2 separate regions of the Mus musculus genome follow, and region 1 is linked to region 2. The links are chromatin contacts, called in public Hi-C maps. All regions are on one chromosome and are shown on one strand. Each heading gives the region's core, a stretch centred on a gene start, on an enhancer-like site or on the middle of the called end of the contact. The rest is flanking DNA. Distances are from core to core; before and after follow the strand shown. Region 1 overlaps Peak1 (pseudopodium-enriched atypical kinase 1). Region 2 holds the start of Tspan3 (tetraspanin 3).

Region 1 (4,755 bases), core at 325-2,824, 160 kb before region 2:
TTGAAGTTCCCTTATGGCTTCTCTTTGGTGTTTCTGAAGTGTTAGCCTCATTATTGTTAATGAATTCTCTTTCATCCTTTGCTTCAGTACTGATTTCTTTTGTTCAGTCTAGCCACAGATTTCTTAGTGTTATTAATACTTGCTCAAAAAAAACCAAAACAAAACAAAACAGTCTTCAGTTTCATGGATTTTTCTCTGGTTTTCGGCTGGCTATTTTATTTATTTGTTTAGTTTTTGTTATTATCCACTTATTTTGATTTAATTTGCTTTCCCCCACCCCATAGAATCTTAGGCAATTGCTTTTAGTCTTTTACCTCCTTAATAAAAGTAGAAGAAACTATAAATGTGCTCAGAACATCTTAGGAGAAGTATCTCGCAGATTTTGTATTTAGATTTCCACTTTTATTTGACTCAAATTATTTTATATTTTCCTATGATTTTCTCATTTACTGTATAGATTATTTTAGAAGTATATTGTTTGATTTCTGAATGTTTGGGGCTTTGTAGAATCTCTCTCTTGCTGTTTTCTGACTTGATTTCATGTGGTTTCCGTTCCTTCGGTTTATACAGCCTTATTCTTGTTGAGGCAGCGGTGTGTTCTGAGAAACGCCTTGGTCATCCTAAAGGCGCTGCGCTGCTGTGGACCAGTGTTGAGTGATGCTCTGTGTTGAGCGATGCTCAGTGTTCAGTGATGCTCAGCTTTCTCAGATCTCCCTCCTGTGTGTTTGGAACACTTGTTCTTTTAGTTCATGGGAATCTGGTGTCTTCTGCAGTGCTGGCATCTGCCCATGGTTTCTGACAGCTTTTGCTTCACTCATTTTGTACCTCTGGCGTGCACACTTAGGATTTCCCCACTTTTTGAATAAATTCTCTTGTAGACTCTAAAATGCCCTTCAATCTCTGACAATAAGTCTTCTACTGTACTTTATATAAATGGGGCTGTTCCATATTAACATTAAAGGGTTTTTGTCTTTCTAATTTAAACCTGTTGCCTTATTTTTGTGTGTGTGTTGAGGGGGGTCAAGGGGAATAATATATGTTTGGATCTTAAACATTTTATGTCTTAATTATTTACTTGGAGATTTTGTTGTTGTTTTGTTTTGAGACATGATCTTGCTATGTAGCCCAGGCAAGCCCAAACTCAAAATTCTATGTCCCATTCCTCTTACATGGGTCACCATGACCCAGTTATAAAGTGGGCCCTATACATTGAAGATTTAGAGCAAGACATGTACAGCTGTGGTAGTAGAGCACTTGCTTAGCATGTACAAGGCTGTGGATTTAGTCCTAGCTCGATATGGAAGATAATTTATGTTTAATATATTAATAGGTTTTGTATTGAATCTGTCCCCTCACTAGTTTGTTCTCTGTTACTCATCCCTTCAAAGTAATCATGCTGTTAGATTCTGTTTAGTTTCTTTTCTTGGTTCATTTGGGCCACCATCAGTTTATTTTCGAGTCTATGTCCTTGGCTTTTGTTGTTTTAGTTCTTGCTCTATGAATGTAATACATCTCTTTTCTTAGAACGGCATCACATCGTGCCTCATAAGATGTGGTTTTTACAAGAGTGGTTTTTTTCCACTATGTCAGTTTTTGGTTTTTCTTTTGATTTTTGGTGTGTGTGTGTACACGTAACAAGTATGATACACTTGTTAAGATCGAAAAGCAAGTTTGTGAAGTAACTTTGTGGAGTCCTCTATCATGTGAGTCCTGGCCATCAAATCTTCAAGCTTGGTGGCAAGTGCCTTCACTCCCTAAGCCATCTCTCTAGCCTACCCTTAAATTTTTTTTCCTCCCCTCTTGCTCTCTGCACTTCCCTTTAGGTAAATTTTGTTGCTCTGTCTGTAAGTTCACCAATGCCTCTTTTCTTCAGAATATAAACTATTCTTTGTCTATTCCACGCAATTTCCTCTTAAATCTTAAATTTTTATTTGTCCATTTTGTTTTGAAAATCCTCAAATTCACTTACACTCACCGTGTTCCTGTTTTCATTCATATCCTGGACCATTCGAAGAATAGAATTAAAGAATCACTTTATATGTTTGTTGCCTGCTAATTGTCTCATTTCTTAGTGTCTCTAGATGGATATTTTCCTGGTTATGAATTACAGTTTTACTGCCTCTTAAAATATCCAGTAGTTTCATTAAATGACAGATAGCTGTGAATTTTCTATTCCTATTAAATTTTGTTTCTTTAAAGAACATTGGACTTTCCCTAAAAGACAACTTGCTAATTGCATACTAATTTGTTGCCTTCTAGCCTAAGCTCAGATGACTTCCATACAAGTTCAGAGTAGTCCCCCCCCCCCTCCCCCAAGGCTGTGATGTGTCTGTGATGTGGCCCATCTGTGGTCCTCCTGGTTGGTTTGTATATTCAGTAAGGTTTTTCCCTTCATGCTAGAGAGAATTTGTTAATTTTCTGCTCAGTGTCAGCTTTGAGAATCATTTATGTTTTTATTCCTTGTTAACTTTATTTCCTCGGACTTTCATCCTTTCGGGAAATGCTACCGTTGCATACAAGTGTTCGTATAGCTGACACTCAGGAACCCGGTCCCGATTCTAGGAAACCCGTTCGCCCTCTCAGCAGCTCTGCTGTGTGATCTTCAGCCACACCGGTCTCCTCCAGTGTTCTGCTCAAGTTGACAGGATTGCAAGGCTCTGTTTGGTTCTTACTGCGTTGCAGTGGAAACCGCTTTTTGCCGGAGAGGGAAGCTCTTTCTTCCTTCTCTGTAGTCCTGGTCCCCACGCCTGAGTCTGAAATGGTCTTTTCCTGTTTTCTTTACCATGTGGTTCTTGTTTGCAGTGGGAGGATCATTCCAGACGTGTTTACTCCCTCGTGGTCAAAAGCAGATGTGGAATCATTCTAGAACGAGTTATAACACCTTTGCAAAATTCCAAAACTCTCAGATTCCAAAGCTATTTTTAATCACTATTGTTATGAATAATCTTGTTTCTACTGTGGAAATGTTATTTACATTTCAACTCAAAAAGCCCATTACAACTTTAAATCAGAACTGGTCAGAAGACAATGATGTGTCATACCTAACAAATTTTATAACTCAACAAAAAAGGGTTTTTTTTTTTTTTTAGTATAAAACTGACTTCATATTATTGGATAATAACTGTAAATATAAAAATACTATTTAACGTTTCCTTACAAGTATAAAGGAATAAAGTAGCAGTGGGTAATGACCTAAAATAAACTATTTGACCTAGAGTTTATTTAATTTTTTTTCACATAATATATTTTGATCATGTTTCTCCCTCCTCCCATACTCTGCCCAGCTCCCTACCCACCCAAACCTATCTTCTCGTCATCTCTGTCTCTTACTCTCACTCTATCCAAAGAACAAAAAGAAATAAAACAAACAAAAAAAGCCTACCGAGAAACGCCCATTAAGGCCGTTAGCATTTTAAACCGTATTTCCTCTTACATTGGAGGATAGTGATACTGAACTGAACTTAGATTGTGTCAGGAGTTGGAAAACATTAATTATAAAGGGAGACTTTGCAGGCAGTCAGCTTACTATGCTCTGGTCGCTACTTACCCATGCCCTTATATAGTTCAAAAGCAACCGGAGATGATACATAAACAAAAGAACTGGAAACCTTATTTTTAGATAATGAACTTTAAATCTCATATAATTTTTATGCTCAAAATACTCTCCTTTTGATTTTTTCAATTGTTTTAAAATATAAAAACTATTTTTAGCTTGTAGACTATAAATAAGCAGGTGACAAGTTTGGCTTGGCTCCTAGCTCATGGCTTTGACTATGCCTGCTCTGTCTAACTATATTTTCCAGTGAGATGTTGGATTCCCAGGAGATTGATGCGTTGTACTTCAGTTGTGATATTTTTACTTAAAACTATCCCCTATTATTAAGTTTAATAATAAAGCAAACATGTTTGGGCCTATAGGACTTTTGAGAGAGACTGTAGTACAGAGGTTATGTTAGGAGCTGGACACGATGGCATGTGTCTGTATTCTCAGTTACTCAGGCTGAGCTGTGGAGTTTGATATCAACCTGAGCAGCATAGTGAGTCACTCAGTGTCTGTCTGTCCCTCTTTCTCCCTGTCTCTTGTCCCTCTCAATAGCTGTCTTTTGCCACTTTGTGGGGTCTTCTTTCTTCCACTATTCTCCACCCTTTCAATTCCTAACACTAGGTTGGAGAGAAAGAGATTCTTAAATCTAATTTCTTTCTTTTTGTTTCTTCTTCGACCATGACTACTACCAAACAGCAACCAACCCTCCCAAATGACCAACTTTGACCAGCCCTGCTTCTCTGGGGCCCTGGCCTTTATATACCTTATGAAAAATCCCCAGAATTCCAAATGCCACATATTGCAGAAGCTATCTGCAATTATTTGCAATATTAATGTTGCAAAACCATGCCTCTGTTAGAGCACAAGACAGTTCATAGTCAGCTGCTAGGGACACTGAAGCAGCACATCCCACACCTGGGATTACAGTGTAAACCTATTATAATAGTTCTGTCTTTTTTTAAAGAAACCAAAATTCTGTCTTTGTCTCTCTGTCTGTCTCTATCTCCCTGACACATACTCCCTCTTTCATATACACGCATGTATGCACGCATGGTGGCAGAGGCATCTGGCATCCTCTGTTAGGAAGAAAAGAGAGGCAAATTCTGTTGTTCAATTCACTTTTGGTCCCAGTCCTTAAATTGATGGCACAGTTATTTAGAGTAGGTCTTCCCAGCACAGTTAACCCAGTCTAGAAATTTCCTTATAGGCTT
Region 2 (4,810 bases), core at 2,239-4,738:
CAGTTGAATATGGTGACATAATCCTGTCATCCCAGCTACTGGAAAGGCTGAGTCAAGAAGACTTTGTTGAGTTCAAGACCTGCCCGAGTAATTTAAATAAACCCTGTCTCAAAACTAAAGAAGGGCTGGGGTGGCAGAAGTCAACATACGGGAAGCGCCGGGCTCCAACCCAGCTACCCACCATCTCACACTCAGAGGAAATGCCCCACAAAGACCCAGCGCTTCCACAGTAGCAGTCTTGAGAAGGGTTTGTTGAGGATGAACCCCATGGCAAATTGGCTGCCTCGCAGGTGTGTAATCCGTCCCTCGTAACTGGCAAGGGCACTTTCCTTGATACTGTGGGGCAGTGGCACAGTGGGGGACCAGAGCAAGTGGAAGCTTGGGAGTGGAAGTCAGAAGTACAGCCACTTGCTACAGACAAGTGTTCTGTTGCCCCGATGACACCTGGGTGCTGTTAGACTTGTACACCCTGAATCAGACCCTGCCCCTGAATGGCAGAGTCTCAAGTGACCTTACACCCAGAGAACTCAGAAACAGTGTGCAGGATGAGTCTTTCCGGAACTTGGGGGGATGGGCTTCAGGAAAGGAGGGCAGAGGGGGAGACTGAGTGGGAGAATCAAGTGTTAAGTGAGATTTTTGTTTCTAAAATGGTCAATACGGCTATGCTTACCAGCTCAGAACAGTGTTGTGCAACCCGGCAGTGTATTAGAGCTGTGAGGGATTTCCTGACACCCACCCTAGGAGAGTCTAATGAGGTGTTTCTGCACAGCCCAGGCGATTCCCCTGGGGCAGGGGGCAAGAAGAAGACACAGGGAAGCAGGTAGAATGGAAGAGAAGCCCTGGTAATGAGAAGAGATGGGCCCTCCCTGGAGACATAAGAGAGGTGGGGTGAAGACAGGGAGAACACACCACAGTGTGGGAGGCAAGGAGGAGAAATAGGAAGAGGGAAGCAGAGAGGAGTTGGGGTTTGGACGGCTGGGGCATCGAGGACATGGACTTTCAAAGTATACCAGAGACCTGTGATTTTCCTGTTTTTAAAAACTCGTATGGGGCAGCAAAAATGGTAGTTTCATAATTTCAATCAGACAATATCACTAGCCTGCTCAGAGATTGGAGCATCTTCTCTTTATACGCAGATTGGACCCAGGTGTGTATAATCTCCCCACATCATGCCTTTAATCCCAGCATAGTGGGCTGGAGAGAGGGCTCAGGGTTGAGAGCACTGGCTGCTCTCCCAGAGGATCTGGGTCCAATTCCCAGCACCTGCATAGCAGCTCACAACTGTCTGTCACTCCAGTTCATGGGGATTCTGACACCCTTAGACAAAGCACCCAAAGCACATATCAATCAATCAATCAATCAATCAATCAATCAATCTTTTTAAAACAATCCCAGCAAAGGGAAGCATATCTCTGTGAGGTCTGGGGCAGGTCTACATAGAGTGCAGGACATCGAGGGCTACATAGACTAACCCTTCCTCAAACAAAACAAAACAAAACAAAGCACACAGACATCTTCGAGACATGGCCTTGCTGACTTATTTCTCTGTGCTGACCTCCAGCAGCACACTAGGCTCTCTGGTGAGTTGTTTTTTCTTTTTTTTTTTCATAGAGCACAGCAACTGTGATCCTGCCCCAGGGCCTTTGCACTGGCCATGTCTATCTCTGGGCTGTTCTCCAAGTGATCGCTTGGTTTGTTCCTCACTTCATATGATCCTCCCCCAGAGGACTCTCCTTAGAGTGTACCCTCCTGGGGTACGGGACTATGTTCTGAGCCAAACTCCCCTATCTTTATCAGGTCAGCTGGGCCCCATTACAAAAGATCATCACAGCTGGGCTTGTTCACAGTTGACATTCTTTCAAAGAGGAGTGAGGCGGGCTCTGGGACCCTTACCTGAGCTGCCAGTCACTCTTCCCAACCCGTTGTATACAATTCTACCTTAATTGTGGCCTTGGAAAGGACTAGGGGAGGGGGTGCCATCTATTCAGTGGGGGTTGGGGGACATCATCCATGTTGGGCACAGACCTTTCAGAATGGCTGCTTTAAGGTCATCCATTCTCCTGTTCATAACTCCTCACCTTTTGCTCTCAAGTAAGTCTTATATTAGTGAGCATTGGTGTACCCAGGTTTGTCACTGGGACCTGGGGAGGAGGGGTGGATGTTATTTATATCTCTCCCTGAGAATGGATTTAGCTGCACCTGTCACTCAGTACAGTGTTCTAGGTCTGACCCAACCATCGCGTCTCATGTCTGCTTGCCTCTTTGCTCATGGTATATCTACCCTCTTCTACTGGAATGAAAACCCCACATGGGCAAGCATTGTCTTCTTCCTCATGGTGGAATGCCATCACCTAGAATAGGTGCAGAGTGAGGTCTTGGGAACATGAGTGGGTCTTTGATAACATGGACATTGCTTGATACAGATGAATAGGATGCTGAGGTGCTTGGGTATTTCTGTGAATGCCCAGGGAAGATGATGAACCAGGGAGGCTACAGGAAAAAGAGATGTTTGAGGACAGGTAAAGAGGTCCCGAGTAAGGGAGAGTGCAGGACAGTGGCAGAAGTACTGTGTGTGGCTGAGGTGGCTTCTGCATTAGATCACTCTTCTATGTGTGGCTGCAGGCAAGTTTGGCATCCTTTCTAACCCTTAATTACCCTACCAGTAAAATTAGTCTGACAGTCATCTGAAGCTGGGGGAGGGGTAGTGGCATGAATGAACTAATAGTTAAAAGAAGCTAATATGCATGCAGCCAGCAGAGCGGAGGTCACATTGCCACCAAAGCTGATGACCTGGGACCCACAGGGTGGAAGTAAAGAACTGACTCCCAAAGTTGTCTTCTGACCTTTACTTCTGTGCTGTGGGATGTTTGTGGGTGCACACGCACATGCTCACACAGACACACACACACAGACACACACTCCGTTTTTATTTTTAAGGTGCTAATTGCTACCATTCATTTAAGATTACAGGAAAGAGCGCACATGTCAACATGTATGAAGATGTATCTGTAATTGCAAATCTCAGTCCAAAGAATAGAGCTGAAAGGGTGGCTGCCTTGCCCAACCATCTCTGCTTTGCTAGTGCGCCAGTGTTTTCTCCTTTCCTGATGATTTTTTTTTATCAGAGCTAGCAGAGCTTCTGGCATACTAAATTCTTCATAATCGTGTGTTGATGTCCACCGTATTTCTTCCCAACTTATATGGGGTGCTGCTTAGGTATCATGCAGTCACGAAAATCCTCATGTGAGGTGGGTCTTTCTAGGGAAGAGTAGTTAACAGAACAGAATTCTGTGGTCTTCCAGTCATTTGGTCTTGTAAAAGTAACTCAATAAGACGGGGAACGTGTTTGTCCCACTAGAAATTCCCCAGAAGAGGATTCTACACTCAAGGACGGTCAGAGGCCAGAAGAAAAGGCGCGGAGGCGTCGGCTCCTTTAAGAGGCGAGGCCACCTCGTTCTCCGCGGCGCTGATTGGCAGAAGCGGCCGCAGACGCGGGACTTAGTTGCCTGGGAACGGCCTAGGGGGCCTGCGGCGGGCTGCACGCAGCTGCGAGGTGCTTGCTGGGGCGGCGCGGGGGTCTGCGGGAACGCGGCTCGGGCCCAGCAGTTCTCAGCAGAGCCGCCGGCGCCATTGCCTTCTCGCTCGGTGAGCGCCGCTCCGCTCGCCCAGCCGGGCCTCCGCCGGCCGCCGGCACCATGGGCCAATGCGGCATCACCTCCTCTAAGACCGTGCTGGTCTTCCTCAACCTCATCTTCTGGGTGAGCTGGCGGGGAGACCGGACAGGGGAGGCCTCTGTGCGGCGCGTGGGGACCAGGCGGGCGCGGGAGCCGGCCGAGGGGTCGCCCGGGCCCTGCGGCCTCGGAGCTCTTGGTGAGGTCCTTCCAGGGCCCAGCAGAGGCCAGGACGGTGCCGACCGGAGGTCCCGGGGGGCCTCCGGTCCGCTGGCACGGTGCCAGGGTTACGCGGGTCGCCGCGGCGTGAGCCTGCGGGTCGCTCTGTTCTCAGGGCTGAGTCTGTCGGGACGCCAGGCCCGAAATGGGATACTCCCCTGTGAGTCGGGTCCGCTGTCTTTGTCTGAGTCCTCGCAGAGCCAGCGGCTGTCCCCAGGTCATGTAGCAGCTACGTGGGGACGCCTGTCGAGTCCCGGGCCAGGAATTTCGGCTTAGAGCTCTTTGTATAGAGTTGGTTGGCTGGTAAGCAGCCCAGAAAACGGAAAGGATTCAGCGTGAAACAGCAGAGCATTTCTTTGATCAAGAAAATCGCTGTTGTGGGGATGGGTAGCCTGAGGTTATAAACCCTTTTAAATGTATCAGCTGCCAGGAGATTTTTAAAGCAACCAATTCACTTCTATAAAAGGTTGCTCTTTGGAGGGGCTCGGGAAACCTGGCCCCAGAGAAAGTGCTTATAACCGACCTGTCTTGAGTCAGGTCATTATCTCACCTGGGACTTTTTACTAACCTGTTGTTCTTTGGCCCTCTCCTCCGTCTTGAATCCTTCTGGACTTTGCACCAGGAAAAAAAACTATCAAAAATGTCGTCTATCACATCTTTTTTTGTTTCTTAAAAAAAAAAAAAAGAACAGCTTAATATTAGAACAGTTCAACCTTTTTACTTTGGTACTCTTACTTAAAGTCTGGTAGTGTACTGCAGTATGACCCACACACTACTGTTGGGTGTTTTCTGATAAATTATTAATTATGGGCACACTACTGGTGATTTGGGACCCAACTGACCCTCAGGTTCTCAGGCTGGGATCAAGTTTCCTTTTTCCCAGGTTTGTTATAAACATTTGCCATGGGCAGTTTTCCCTG

Evidence for each region. Hi-C and Micro-C count contacts between places; a contact is called where the count stands out from the background.
Region 1: a Hi-C map of CD4 T cells shows a contact between it and region 2, with 2.3 times the contacts expected there. The contact joins the enhancer-like site here to the promoter of Tspan3 in region 2. A contact is called at or near these places in 1 of 39 promoter capture datasets (hippocampal neurons), 1 of 484 Hi-C or Micro-C datasets (CD4 T cells), 1 of 115 datasets of contacts at active chromatin or transcription factors (embryonic stem cells) and 1 of 9 other capture datasets (macrophages).

The regions. Positions count from the first base shown.
Region 1 is chr9:56,322,735-56,327,489 of GRCm38.p6, reverse strand. All of the region lies in intron 2 of Peak1 (pseudopodium-enriched atypical kinase 1), which reads left to right. Peak1os (a long non-coding RNA gene) reads right to left here. Exons shown (of 6, transcript XR_003948326.1): 6 at 2,348-2,862. Among named protein-coding and RNA genes, the nearest start is that of Peak1os, 84 kb to the right of the region's middle. Within about 2 kb of position 1,574, at least 60 of the 459 cell types and tissues checked have an H3K27ac peak or open chromatin away from gene starts, as enhancers often do.
Region 2 is chr9:56,159,748-56,164,557 of GRCm38.p6, reverse strand. Tspan3 (tetraspanin 3) reads left to right here and starts at 3,488. Exons shown (of 7, transcript NM_019793.3): 1 at 3,488-3,758. The coding sequence starts at 3,696.